Regions from separate parts of the Sus scrofa genome. Here regions 2 and 3 are each linked to region 1. The links are chromatin contacts, called in public HiChIP or PLAC-seq maps. All regions are on one chromosome and are shown on one strand. Each heading gives the region's core, a stretch centred on a gene start, on an enhancer-like site or on the middle of the called end of the contact. The rest is flanking DNA. Distances are from core to core; before and after follow the strand shown. Region 1 overlaps POLI (DNA polymerase iota). Region 2 has its middle 95 kb from the start of MBD2. Region 3 has its middle 120 kb from the start of MBD2.

The links. HiChIP or PLAC-seq counts read pairs in DNA pulled down with a chosen protein or histone mark.
Region 2: an H3K27ac HiChIP or PLAC-seq map of alveolar macrophages shows a contact between it and region 1. The contact joins two enhancer-like sites. A contact is called at or near these places in 1 of 47 Hi-C or Micro-C datasets (embryonic fibroblasts) and 1 of 2 datasets of contacts at active chromatin or transcription factors (alveolar macrophages).
Region 3: a contact with region 1 is called in an H3K27ac HiChIP or PLAC-seq map of alveolar macrophages. The contact joins two enhancer-like sites. A contact is called at or near these places in 2 of 47 Hi-C or Micro-C datasets (embryonic fibroblasts and skeletal muscle) and 1 of 2 datasets of contacts at active chromatin or transcription factors (alveolar macrophages).

The regions. Positions count from the first base shown.
Region 1 is chr1:103,817,202-103,822,070 of Sscrofa11.1, forward strand. It overlaps POLI (DNA polymerase iota), which reads left to right. Exons shown (of 10, transcript XM_021093321.1): 9 at 1,786-1,914; 10 at 2,085-3,164. The coding sequence ends at 2,906. Among named protein-coding and RNA genes, the nearest start is that of POLI, 26 kb to the left of the region's middle. Within about 2 kb of position 2,515, at least 9 of the 83 cell types and tissues checked have an H3K27ac peak or open chromatin away from gene starts, as enhancers often do. A contact at or near this core is called in alveolar macrophages, where this site is marked.
Region 2 is chr1:103,670,665-103,675,266 of Sscrofa11.1, forward strand. It overlaps the pseudogene LOC110260877. Among named protein-coding and RNA genes, the nearest start is that of MBD2, 95 kb to the right of the region's middle. Within about 2 kb of position 2,302, at least 14 of the 83 cell types and tissues checked have an H3K27ac peak or open chromatin away from gene starts, as enhancers often do. A contact at or near this core is called in alveolar macrophages, where this site is marked.
Region 3 is chr1:103,651,163-103,655,408 of Sscrofa11.1, forward strand. No RefSeq gene overlaps it. Among named protein-coding and RNA genes, the nearest start is that of MBD2, 120 kb to the right of the region's middle. Within about 2 kb of position 2,464, at least 5 of the 83 cell types and tissues checked have an H3K27ac peak or open chromatin away from gene starts, as enhancers often do. A contact at or near this core is called in alveolar macrophages, where this site is marked.

The DNA.
Region 1 (4,869 bases), core at 1,265-3,764:
AATTTTATGTTATAATTTAGTGATTCTTTTGGGTGATATGATTCGAATGACTTCATATTAAGGTTACTAGCTTTGTATATTAATATATGCTGTGGATATAAGAAGAAAACATAAGCATCACTGGATAAAAGAGAAAACTTTATGAGGTTCTATGTTTTGAAAGTGTTAAAATATCCTATAGTAGTCCATAGGAATATAATGATTAGCTCATATGAAAATATCTTCAAGTACTGGAAATCAAATCTTGTTGTCATGTTAATTTATACATAAGCTACCAGCAATCTCCCCCACCCATGTTTTTAATTCAAACATATTTTCTTGGTTTTGAAATTATATTGAATTCTGATAGCAATATTAATATAATATGACTGCTCATTTTATACTTGTAGAAATTAAGTGTGACATTAGAGAGGCAGAAGCCAGTCATATTTTCAAATGACTGCAACAAAATACTATGTATATACAGCCATTTGGGAAACTTTTGTTTATTTATTTATTTTATCTTTAAGGGCTGCACCTGTGGCATATGGAGGTTCCCAGGCTAGGGGTCGAATCAGAGCTACAGCTGCTGGCCTACACCACAGCAGCAGCGACACAGGATATGAGCTGCATCTGCAACCTACTCCACAGCTCACGGCAATGCCAGATCCTTAACCCACTGCGCGAGGCCAGGGATCGAACCTGCATCCTCATGGATGCTAGTTAGGTTCACTAACTGTAGAGCCACAATGGGAACTCCAAGCTTTTGTTTATTTAATATGTGGGATACTTTAAAAAATAATCATCCTTTATTAAATTTCTTATGCCTACAATTAATCCTTAATTTAAAATATTTTTATTATTTTAAAAATTTCTATTGTTTAACCAGTCAGTATAATTTTAGTAATACTTTTATTTATATTTAAGCTTATAATGAGAACAGTGTTATAGAAATAATAAATTAGTGCCCACATCAAATTACTTCTTTTCAGTCATCCTTTTTATTCTATTCATTAACTGAAATTTTAAAAAATGTTTACTTTTTAATCTGTAGAATGAGAATTAAAGGTCTTTAATTCACCTTAATATTAGAGAGGTAAATGTAAGTGAAAGTACCTTGTACATGTCTGGCACACAGAAGGTACTCAGTAAATACAGAGGCCCAAATCTCTTTCTGTCTTTGTTTTTTTTTGAAGTTATTTTTCTGTTGTTTCCTGAGTTATTTTTGATTGTGCATACATTTTGATGGTGCTAAAACTAAAGGGAAATTTTAAGTGAAAAAATTATGCAAATTTAAAATGGAAGGTGTTTTAAAGTTTTTATTTCATGTAAATATAATAGTATTACTTTTTTTTTTTTTTTTTTTTTTTTTTGTCTTTTTAAGGCTACACCTGCGGCATGTGGAAGTTCCCATGCTAAGAATTGAATTAGCTGTAGCAACTGGCGTACACCACAGCTATTAGCAATGTTAAATCTGAGCTGAATCTGCGACCTACATTGCAGCTTGCCACAACACAAGATCCTTAACCCACTGAGTGAGGCCAGGGTTCAAACCCATCTTATCATGGATATTAGTTGGGTTCTTAACCTCTTGAGCCAAAGTGGGAGCTCCCAGAAGAGTATTACATCTTAATAATGTTATTGAATTTTTACCATGGAAGTATTTTTTTCTTTCTGTTAAATGTTACACTTCAAAACAGGGAATTTTAGAAAACTAGCCCTTGAAGCCATCTGTGCATATACATACATTTTAGATATTCTTGGTGAATCAATTACCTTTCTAGGCCACTATTCTTTTATTCACAGAATTGGAAGTTTGAGTACATAATTGTTAAGATCCTTTCCAAGTCTCCAATACTTGCCTACTTTCTGGCTCAGTGCTATCTAAGAAGGAAGCCTCTTCCTGGAATAGTGAGTAAAGATCCACAAAACAGTGTGAGTAATTGTGGTGGATTAATCATTTCTAGTTGTTTGGAACTGGCCAAAAGGATTCAGGTTATGGAGCAGGATAGAGACATGTGAGTCACCTCATAGTCACATTTCAGCAGCATGAATATTTAAAAGGTATCAGATATCTAAATTATTCTGTTATCCTTATGTTCTAGAAAATGAAAGACACTCATATGGAGGATTTTTCCAAAGACAAAGAAACAAACAGGGATTTTCTACCAACTGGAAGAATTGAAAGTACAAGAACTGGGAAGTTGCCACCAGATCCTACACATTTCTCTAAAGCGGAAGACAATAATGAATGTCCACTCTCCTCGCTTCCTGAGGGTATTGACCAAGAAGTCTTCAAGCAGTTGCCAGTAGATATTCAAGAGGAAATCCTTTCTGGAAAATCTAGAGAAAAAGTTCAAGGGAAAGGAAGTTTGAGTTGTCCATTACATGCTTCTAAAGGAGTATTATCTTTCTTTTCTACGAAACAAATGCAGCATGGTTCCTTAAATCCTAAAGATCATTTATCCAAGAGCAAACAGATATCCTCTGTGTCTCCCTGTGAACCAGGAACATCAGGCTTAAATAGCAGTAGTTCCTCTTACTCATCTAGCCAGAAGGATTATTCACATTATTTAGACAGCAGCTTAAAAGATGAACGCATGAGTCAAGGACCCAAAGAATCTCAAGGATTCTACTTTTCAAATACAAACCCTGCTGTATCTATTTTCCATTCATTTCCAAATTTGCAGAATGAGCAACTTTACTCCAAAAATTGTTCTAGAGATAGCCATGAGCAACCAGTGGCAACAGTCTCTCATCATGAAGGACTTACAGAAAATAGAGAGCAAGATTCTCTTGATGAGAAATTTGCTTTTCCTTCTGACATTGATCCTGAAGTTTTCTATGAACTACCAGAAGAGGTACAAAAAGAACTGCTGGCTGATTGGAAGAGAGCAGGATCAGATTTCCATACTGCACATAAATAAGCATGTTCTGAAAAAAGGGAAACACCGTTTTTCTCAGATGATCAGTTTATTAAGCTCTTCTGAATTAAATACTAATGGATACTTTCAATAATGTAGAAATACAACAGAAGATGTTCTAGATAAAGCAAGCATAGTTGTGGGAAGTAAATTCTGGCACAAAGCATAGAAATTTTCATAACAAATAATGTAAAATATTACCTTCCTCTTGTTTCTAAAGCTGTTTTGTATTGCTTTTCAATAAAAAAAAATCATGGTCAGCATGAGTACATTTTACATACATTGTGGAAACATTGGAGGGAAGATATATATGCCTGTGTATAAAAACAGAATAGCCAAATCACTGCTATGCTCTAGCAAAGAATGGGTTTTTTTAAGGAATTATTCAAGAAATGCACCCCATTAGGAAATAGCTATAAGAAATTATATTGCCAGCTAATCTACTAAGAATGTATTTGTTTTTGACTAAAGTACTGTGTACCATTTGATAAGTTGATTTTTTTAAAAGCCAAAGCAATTTATATTCATTCAATTAATGCTTCTTACTATACTTAGAAGCTACACAAAGGGAGCTCAATAAACATTGAATGAATGAATTGTGTGGCAGAGGCCCAGTGGGGAGTTGGACAGAGGAGTGTATGTGTTGTAAAGAACCAGAAGGAACTCTCCATATAGGCTTGTTAAAGAAAGGATGACACCAGAAATTCAAAGTCTTTAAGAATGTCAGATAATGGAAGAAGTCCATTTTCTTTGGCCAGTCTTCAGGGTATAAAAGCAATGGATTAGGAGTTGCCGTCGTGGCGCAGTGGTTAACGAATCCAACTAGGAACCATGAGGTTGCGGGTTCGATCCCTGCCCTTGCCCAGTGGGTTAACAATCCGGCGTTGCCATGAGCTGTGGTGTAGGTTGCAGACGCAGCTTGGATCCTGCGTTGCTGTGTCTCTGGCGTAGGCTGGCAGCTACAGCTCCAATTAGACCTCTAGCCTGGGAACCTCCATAGGCCACGGGAGCGGCCCAAGTAATGGCAAAAAGACAAAAAAACAAAACAAACAAAAAAAACAATGGATTAGATGTTTTTGAATTTCCCTATATTTTTGTATCTGAAGATTTGGAGATTAAGGATGTCATACCCATGACACATATACACAATTACTAAATTGATAGGTATCCTCTCTCTCCCACTGTTGTTGTGTTCCCCTTTTGCCTTCCAGATTAAAAATTGGATATGAGAGGAGTTCCTGTTGTGGCTCAGCAGTAATAAACCTGACTGGCATCCATGAGGATGCGGGTTCAGTCCCTGGCCTCGCTCAGTGGGTTAAGGATCTGGCATTGCTGTGAGCTGTGATGTAGGTCGCAGACATGGCTCGCTGTGGCTGTGGTGTAAGCTGGTAGCTGCAGCTCCAATTCAACCCCTAGCCTGGGAGCTTCCATGTGCTGTGGGTGCAGCCCTAGAAAGCAAAAAAAAAAAAAAAAAAAAAAAAGATATAAGATTGTGGACATTTTATAATTTGCAATATAGAAAAGATGTTTCTAGAACACACCAAAGTATCCATTCGCACTGTATGGAGGGGTTCTCTTCCCAAGTTTATATCTTTTCCAGATATAATCTAAAGAAAAGATAAAGACATAGAATATACAAACATGAATAAAAGCTTAAACAGTACTTTCTTCTAGGTAAGGACTTTTTAACTTAGTTTTAGATTTCTTGAAATCTGAAAATTCCCTAACAAGGATTTTCAACAGGGAGTTTGGGTTTATCACAAACAGTAACTTGGAGCAAGAATATCAGAAATTATTCACTAAGTAAATACTGTGTTCTGGATCAAGGACTATAGAATTTTCTACATGTAGTCTTCTGGTAAAGTAAACTCATAAAGTGTATTACTTTCTTAGATAATACATTGTAAAAAATTTTATAATCCTTATATCAGTCAGAAATCTTTGGACAACTGGAAAGTTAAAAAAA
Region 2 (4,602 bases), core at 1,052-3,551, 150 kb before region 1:
TGCTACACAGCAGGATCTCATTGCTAATCCATTCCAAAAGCAATAGTTTGCATCTATTAACCCCAAGCTCTCAATCCATCCCACTCCCTCCCCTCCCCCTTGGCAACCACAAGTCTATTCTCCAAGTCCAGGATTTTCTTTTCTGTGGAAAGTTTCATTTGTGCCCAATATTAGATTTCAGATATAAGTGATATCATATGGTATTTGTCTTTCTCTTTCTGACTTACTTCACTCAGGATGAGAGTCTCTAGTTCCATCCATGTTGCTAGCACTGACTTTTTGATGCCTTTTCCCAGAGCCCATTTCATTGTAAGTATTTCCTAGACATTGATGCATGAGCTGGTAATGCTCAGCTTAAATTTTCTTGAATAAAAAAAATTCAAGAACTAGCTTGCATTGATTTTGTATATTATTTTCAGAAAGAATTTAGCATTCAGGAAATAAACTGATGACTTGTTCCCAAGAGAACAGAAAGTTTCCCATTTACCCTGCCTGGGTCATTACCTCGGTTTGGCCCATCTGAACCTGAGCTGTCTCGACAGCCAGTAAAAAATGAAGGTAATGAGGCTGCCTCTCTGACCAAAGGCTAGAAAAAGTGAAGCATTAAATAAACAAAGTGTGCCATTTGAGCGAAGATGCAAAATGCTGAAGAAGCAATATTTTCTAAAATATCTCAGTATGGCTTCTTTCAACATAGGGCTATTGCCTCTACTTTCTTTCAGATTTTGACACAGCCTTTTTCTTTACTTTTTTCTTTATCACTCCCTGTTACAAACATATTTATTTCTAATTCAAGTCACATTTTCTCATCCCCAAGTCTGCTCAGCTCCACTCACATCTCTTCACTTCTCATTCATTTGAGGTCATGCCATTTCCTACAGTTCTGGGGTTTTGACAGGAATGTTGCCAAAAAGGTTGTTCTCTCACTTTAACATAATCCATTTTCTCTAGAACTGGGAGCCCCTCATGCTGTTCCTTCTGTAAATATACGGACCTCATCCACAGAGACAGAATGCAGAGGTGAAGATTGTGTCCTGCATGGACTTTGGCACCAGGTGGGTGGCCTTGATAAAGGTCCTTTAAGACTCAATTTCCTCCTTTTCTGGTAAGCGGCCTGAGGTGACCTCTATTCACTTGACCTAGAAAACCCTACACAATCATGCCAGTCAAGAAGTTCAAATCTTCGTGTTCACGTTAAGAACACTCGTGAAACTGCCCAGGCCATTAAGGGTATGCATATCCAAAAAGCCAGCAAGTATCTTAAGGATGTCACTTTACAGAAGCAATGTGTGCCATTCAGTCATTACAGTGGTGGAGTTGGTAGGTGTGCCCAGGTCAAACCTTGGGGCTGGATCCAGGGTCACTGGCCCCAAAAAAGTGCTGAATTTTTATTGCACATGCTCAAAAATGTAGAGTAATTCTGAATTTAAGGGCTTAGATATAGATTCTCTGGTCATTGAGCACATCCAGGTGAACAAAGCCCCCAAGATGCAGCTCAGGACTTACAGCGCTCATGATCAGATAAACCCTTACATGTGTTCTCCCTGCCACATTGAGATGATCCTTACTGAAAAAGAGCAGTTTGTTTCTAAGCCAGAAGAAGAGGTTGCACAGAAGAAAAAGATAGCCCAGAAGAAACAAAAACTTATGGGTCAGGAATAAATTGTGCGGAAAAAATAAACGCAAAGAAAATTTAAAAGAAGACTCAGTTTCCTCTTTTGCAATATGGGGATAGTAACATCTCTCATGCAGGGGGATTGTGAATCTGAAATGGGGGTATGTGTATGTCTGCCATTATTCAATGCTTTATCATGAACTATTTTCTGGGAGTTCTCCAACTCAGTAAGAACTGACAAGCCTTTTCCTTAGAAATAAAATTGCATTGTAATAGGAACCAAAAGAATGCTTCTCCTGAAGTGTTTGATCTGGGTTACTTGCCTCTGTGCTAGTAGAACCTTGTGGAAGAAGGCCTAGTCATTGCAAAAACCCTTTCCCTTCCTTATGTGGCAACTTTTTTTTTTTCTTTTCAGGGCGGCACCTGCGGCACATGGAGGTTCCCAAACCAGGGGTCTAATTGGAGCTACAGCTGCCAGCTTACACCACAGTTACAGCAATACCAGATCTGAGCCAGGTCGGCGACCTACACCACAGCTCATAGCAACGCCAGATCCTTAACCCACTAAGCAAAGCTAGGGATCAAACCCATAACCTCATGTTTCCTAGTCAGATTCGTTTCCACTGCGCCACAACAGGAACTTGCCTTATGTGGCAACTTAATGTGATCACAAGGGCAACTCTGGGTTTCCAGCCCATGTAACTTCACACCTTCTCATTTGTATCTTCACATGCAGTTCTAAACATGGTTAGATCCTTTGAAAGTGTATCACTGGGTCAAACTGACGGGGATTTACTAAGTTTACTAATTCAGCCTGCCAGTTTTCTATTACTTAACACCATCACAGAGGGTGAAGTCAGAAGTCAGTAATTTTCTTCAGAAATTAACAAAAACTGCCACCAAAACCATCTGACAAAACAAAGAAACAAGTTGGTCACCAAGGAAGGAAGGAAACTAAAAGTGAAACTTACAATGAGGAAGATGCTACTGTAACATAAGTTTCACATTTGACAATGGCTGGCCACAATCCATTTGGAAAGTCTGACCCTTCCCAGAGCCTCAGAAGGGTCTCGCACTTATAGATGACAAAGGAACACACCCCCTTCCAGCCAGATCAACTGGAGCTACCCTCTGGATCAGCACTATAGGAGGTGTTGCAGCCAAAAAACCCTCCTGTCCACATCTGTTTAATATTAGGGCAGCCAAAGAAATTCTGATCACTAAGGATGAAAGTAGCTAAGACAAGAAAAATGTCACTCAAAATATTTGATAGGGAATTGTACTGATGAAAGTTAGAATTCAGTTATGATTTCAGAATGTCATTAGGTTATACAATAAGTGTTTTGTTTTGTTTTTTTTTTTCTTTTCCTCTTGAGTCTCACAAAGACTGTGATTACCTAGCAAACAGCAGTCCCATATTGGATTAGGTCAGAGGACAAAGATGATGTCTAACTCATGTGTTGTATTTGGAGAGTATTTGGTATTTTCATTATTGTATCTAGCATAATCCTAAGCTTACATTAAGGTGCAACTCTCTGAAACAAAAACCGTAATGATTAAAAACAGAGCAATTGTCTCATACTTTTACTTGACGTTCCTTGAATTCAGAACTTCACTATGTGTAGAATATGAGGCTATTCTTTTGTTTGGTCCTCTCAACAACAAGATGTGTTAAGATTATCACGTTTTGATACTAAAACAGAGAGGAGTGATGTCCTTCCACAGATTCATGGATAACTATGAATAAACAAATGTTCATAGCAATGAAAGAATGAACTTTCAATACATGACTTATTCTCAAATGCATTATGCTAAATGAAAAAAGCTAGTCCTATAATGCTACTCTATTCACATGACACTCTGGAAAAGGCGAACTGTTGAGCTAGAGAACAGATCAGTGGTTGACAAGGGTTTGGGCTTAGAAAGTGGTTAACACCACACACACAAAAGAATAGTGAACAGTTCGAAGCAGGTATTGTGGTTGACTTACAACAGCCATAGCACTCCCATATGATTAATTTGGAAGGGTGATGATGATAGAACATTTCTATACTAACTAGAGTGGTGGACATATGACTGTTTTTATCAGTACTCACTGGCCTGTACATCGAAAAGACTGAATTTTAGTGAATATAATTTTAAAACTAAATATTTTATTTGCTTTTTTCTATTTTTTATTACTCAATGAATTTATTACATTTATAATTGTACAATGATCATCACAATCCAATTTTATAGGAAAATGGGATGATATATACTCCTCTAGGCTTGCAAGAGCACTTCAGAATCCTAAACCCATCCGCCCATCCACCCACTGCCATTCATGTCTAAAGAGTGACATTAACTTGAAAGGCAAAATAAAATGCTCATATATATCCCCCTGCCCCTTTTTTTAGGGCCGCACACACAGCATACGGAGATTCCCAGCTAGGGGTCCAACCGGAGCTGTAGTGGCTGGCCACAGCCACAGCCACAGCAACTTGGGATCTAAGCCACGTCTGTGACCTACACCACAGCTCATGGCAATGCCAGATCCTTAACCCACTGAGCGAGGCCAGGGATCGAACCTGAGTCCTCATGGATGCTAGTCAGGTTTGTTAACTGCTGAGCCACAAGAGGAACTCCTATCTCCACATTTTGACTTTGCATATTTTGGAACCTCAGAATCCCCCAGAGACGATGACTCTTTTGTATCAATAATATGTGTCAAGACTTGTTGTCCTCTCCTATAACCTCACTCAGCTGGTTTATCCCTTTTACTAGATTCTTAGGACTAGAGTCATAAGATTAGAAACAAAAAAGTTTCTAATGCGATATCAATAAAAGGATGGGTTTTTTTAAAGTCTAAAAAATATTGAATTAGAGGTAGAAAAGGCCCATGATTTTGTAATTGCTGCAATAATTAACTAATATTGTTAATGTTTAATGAAGATCATTTGCTTTTTCTTTCCAGGAGGTAAAGTGTTTGCAAGAGTACTCAGCCTGTG
Region 3 (4,246 bases), core at 1,214-3,713, 170 kb before region 1:
CAGTGCAGAAAAAGAACAGTATAAAAACATAACAGAGAACCACAATTTATGTAATGAGGAAGAGATGTTCAGATTAGACAAGAACATGGCCACTTCTCTTTACGAAGAATCATTTTCTTAAGAGGAAGAATTAGTCCACAACCCGATGTATCATTTTTGATTTGTTATATATATTTAAGTGTATAAAAAACTTGAGGAGCATTCATCCCAAAGTATGAGTTCAGTCATTATGAACTAATATACCTTCACAAGTTTCTGAACTAAACACTACCTCCAGATAGCATGAAAATGACACATCTGAATAAGGTGGACCCTAATGGCTCTAGCAGTCAGGATTCTAGTATCTGGCAGGGAAGACACCAACTCCATAAAAAATAATACTCTAGAATGTCACCTGACTCCTAATGTGCTACCTCAGCAGGTGCTTAATCTAAGAATACCCTACATTTAGTTTGGTACTTAGATGACAAAAACGTGATTCTGATTCTTCTTTCTAAACAAGGTCTAAAAAAAAAGAAAAGTGTTGGAGTTCCCAATGTGGCTCAGCAGTTAAGAACCTGACATAGTCTCCACGAGGATGTGGGTTCAATCCCTGGCTTTGCTCAGTGGGTTAAGGATCAGGCATTGCCACAAGCTGCAGCACAGGTCACAGATGCAGCTCAGATCCAGCATTGCTGTGGTCTTAGCGTAACCCTCAGCTGAAGTTCCAATTTGACTCCTCGCCTAGGAACTTCCAAATGCTACGGGTGCAGCCATAGAAAGGAAAAAAAAAAGGTCCTATATTTTAAAACTTTACCTGCCTATATGAACAAGCAAGATTTCCAACAGAGTAGAGTTCTTGTACTGACCTAAGAAGTGACTCAGCACACGAGCAGGGGTTAGCCACCGAATTAAACAATGGTCTCAGGTACAACTGTAGACTATTTCAGTGAAACAGCCATCATTTTCTCCCTCCTCTTCCTTGCCCTCCTCCTCCTTCCTTTTCTCCCCTCTCTTCCTCTTCCTGCTTCTTCTTGCCTTTCAGTGCTTCCAATGCTTCATGGTTATTAATATTCAAATGTAGTCACAATTTCTAAGTCAAACACTAATTTTTAACTTCTGATATTTTAGATTAACCATGCTACTGCTGCCTCTCTGCAAAGGGAGAACCTGTGGGTGTTTCACTTCAGTTTTATAGATGTTTTGCTCAAATGTCAAAATCCTGCTCCTCTCTAAAGGTATCGGTAATCATGCAGTTGACTTCTAAGTCTTTGATGCACTAGAGTGAAATACTACTACGTGCTAAGCACTGGATGCAGAAAGATGAGAAGAACAAAGTTCCTGCCCTCCAAAACTCCTAGGGAACACCTGCAAAAGCACAGATTGCACTATAGAAACCTCAGTACCATAATGGAGATCTAGACAATGGCCATGAGAACGCAGAGGAGTTGGTGGTCTGAGTCTTTGTGCCACAGTGTTTTGCCAGCTGTAGATAATATTTGGGAGTCTAAGAAACAATTCTATGCTGCTGTGGCTCAGTGTTCTGCAGGAATGTATCTGTTTTCCTTTTGCAGGATTTTACTGCCAGAGAGGATTAGAGACTCAAACCAAGCATAATACCACTGTTACTAGTCATCCGGCTAAAGGGCTATTTTTCTTGGACTCATCTTTAGGGTCTTCTCTGCTAAGTCAGTCTCAGTGAAGTCTCTGACTTCACAGGAATGTGAAGCCATAGATTTATATAAGTTGGTTTATGAATAAAAAGAAGTCATTCGAGATTGTAGACTTAGAGAAATTAGAATGAAATGTGAGAAGGAAATGAGAAGGGCAGTCAAGAGCTCTTTCAGAAATGTAGTAATAAAGTGCCCTCAGACTACTCTCTGGGCAACCGCGTCTCAACTTGTGTATTACATGCCATCTCAGAAATTGGACTGTGAATAAACATTTGAGTCAAATTCTATTTCAAATGTACCCCAGGGCAATTTAAAGAAATAATTTGGTAAATCTCCTTCTAAAGCAGAGTCTCTTTTACAATGTGAATAATAGCTTCCTCATTTTATGTCTTGTACGTTAGAGTTTTGTCAAGTTTACTTAAGGCAAGGCAAACTGTACCTTAGAGTTTATGTTAAAAAATAACAAAGAAGGAAATGGCAGCATACTGGCCAAGTTTACCTCCATGTGTATTCTAGTCATTCAGTTCATGAGCTCAGTTGTTCTAGTTTTGGATAACTTACAGTGGTGACTATAATCACTTACACTGGTTACTTACACCGTAAACCAAGACATAGGCAGAACAGAAAGAGAAAAGTGAGCTGCAGAAAACCCTAGCTGAGGAAGGAAGGAGGGAGGAAAAAAGGGAGGGAGGGAAAAAGAAAGAAAGGGAGGGAAAGAGGGAAGAAAAAGGGATTATATAAGCCATCACTTCTCAAGTTTTAATGCATACATGAATCACCTAGATTTGTTAAAACACAGTTTGTTTCAGGAGGCCTGGGGTAAGGAACAGAGGTTCTGCTTTCTAACAAGTCACTGGGTGATGCCAATGCTGCTGGTCCATGGATCACACTTTTAGTAGCAAGGATCTAAGCTGAGTCTCCAAAATAGATGGTTAGAAGCAGATCTTATACTATGCAGTTTATTCGCAACTTGAACATCCAGGCAAAATGACTTTGAGGCCTTCAAACTATAGCAGTGAGGAAAAAAGATCAAGAGAAAAAGGGAACTCACTGTGATAACATTTCCTGTTCCTCTTGGGTTTATTGTTATTATTTTTTTTTTTTTTCTCTATTGCACTCCCATCTCCACCTTCACTTTTGCTGGAGAGGGCTCTTTTTGGAGCAGGGAGTCAGCTATCATAACATTTTCAGTAGAGTCTTCGTAGTATTTCATCACAGCAATGAAAAGGGAGGGCATACTGGGGCTGGTCAAAGGTTTTGGCTTTGATCTCATGCAATATCATTTCACTGAGCTCTCTGCTCCCTCTTTCAACAAAATTAATGCACTGTCTTTTACTCTGGTTCTCTCCCTCTGTTGAGATGTTTCTGGAACAATAATGCAGGATATGTAAAGTTTCTCCTTTGAACTAAGGCAAAGGGAGTACATAAGCCCCAGAACACCTTTGGGCTCTAAGATGGTATCAATTTCGAAACTAACTATGAGACTATAGCTCTGTATTTTTAGAAACACATATTTACTGGAAAAATTGTAGGTATGCTATTGCACCAATTTTTAAAAGCCCTGGCCCAGATAAAATCTTATAAAGAACTTCCCTTTATTGAGCCTCAGGATAATTTCTGCACCTTGATTTTTCCAACAGCCAAAGAGAAATACTTAATTAGATGTACCCCTGTTGCCATCATAAGACTTCCATTTCTACGTGGTTTAGAGAATTCCCTAAAACCAGAAATCAGCCATCATATTCACCAGAATTTAACTTCCTATATAGTAGAAGTAAGTTAGCAAAAAGCATACAAAAAATCAAAATAGCTCCACTTAGAATCCAAAATATGGCACAAGGAGTTCCTATCGTGGCTCAGCGGAAATGAACCTGACTACCATCCATGAGGACACAGGTTTGATCCCTGGCCTCGCTCAGTAGGTTAAGGATCTAGCATTGCCATGAGCTGTGGTGTAGGTCACAGATGAGGCTCAGATCCAGCATTGCTGTGGCTGTGGTTTAGGCAGGCAGCTGTAGCTCCAGTTCGACCCCTAGCCTGGGAACCACCATATGCCACAAGTGCAGCTCTAAAAAGACAAAAAAAAAAAAAAGACTAAAATAAAATTAAATAAAATATGGCACAAATGAACCTATCTACAAAATAGAAAGAGATTCATGGACATAGAGAACAGACTTGTGGTTGCCAGGTGGGGGGCAGTAGGGGTGGGGAGGAAGGGGGATGGCAAAGAGTTTGGAATTAGTAGATGTAAACTATTATATTTAGAATGGATACTCCATGAGGTCCTACTGTACAGCACAGGGAAATGTACTCAATCTCTTGGGATACAACATGATGGAAGATAGTATGAGAAAAAGAATGTATACATATATATGTATGATTGGCTCACTATGTTGTACAGCAGAAATTGACACACTGTAAACCAACTATAGTCTAATAAAAATAAAATAAAAAATAAACATAACCAAAACAACAACAAATAGCCCCACTTACAAATTGCAGCAGAAAAAAACTGAAGCAGAAATAAATCAGTGTATCAGAATTGTTTCAAATATGTATTAGGCAAAAGTGGGATATGACAGCAGAAATTCTTG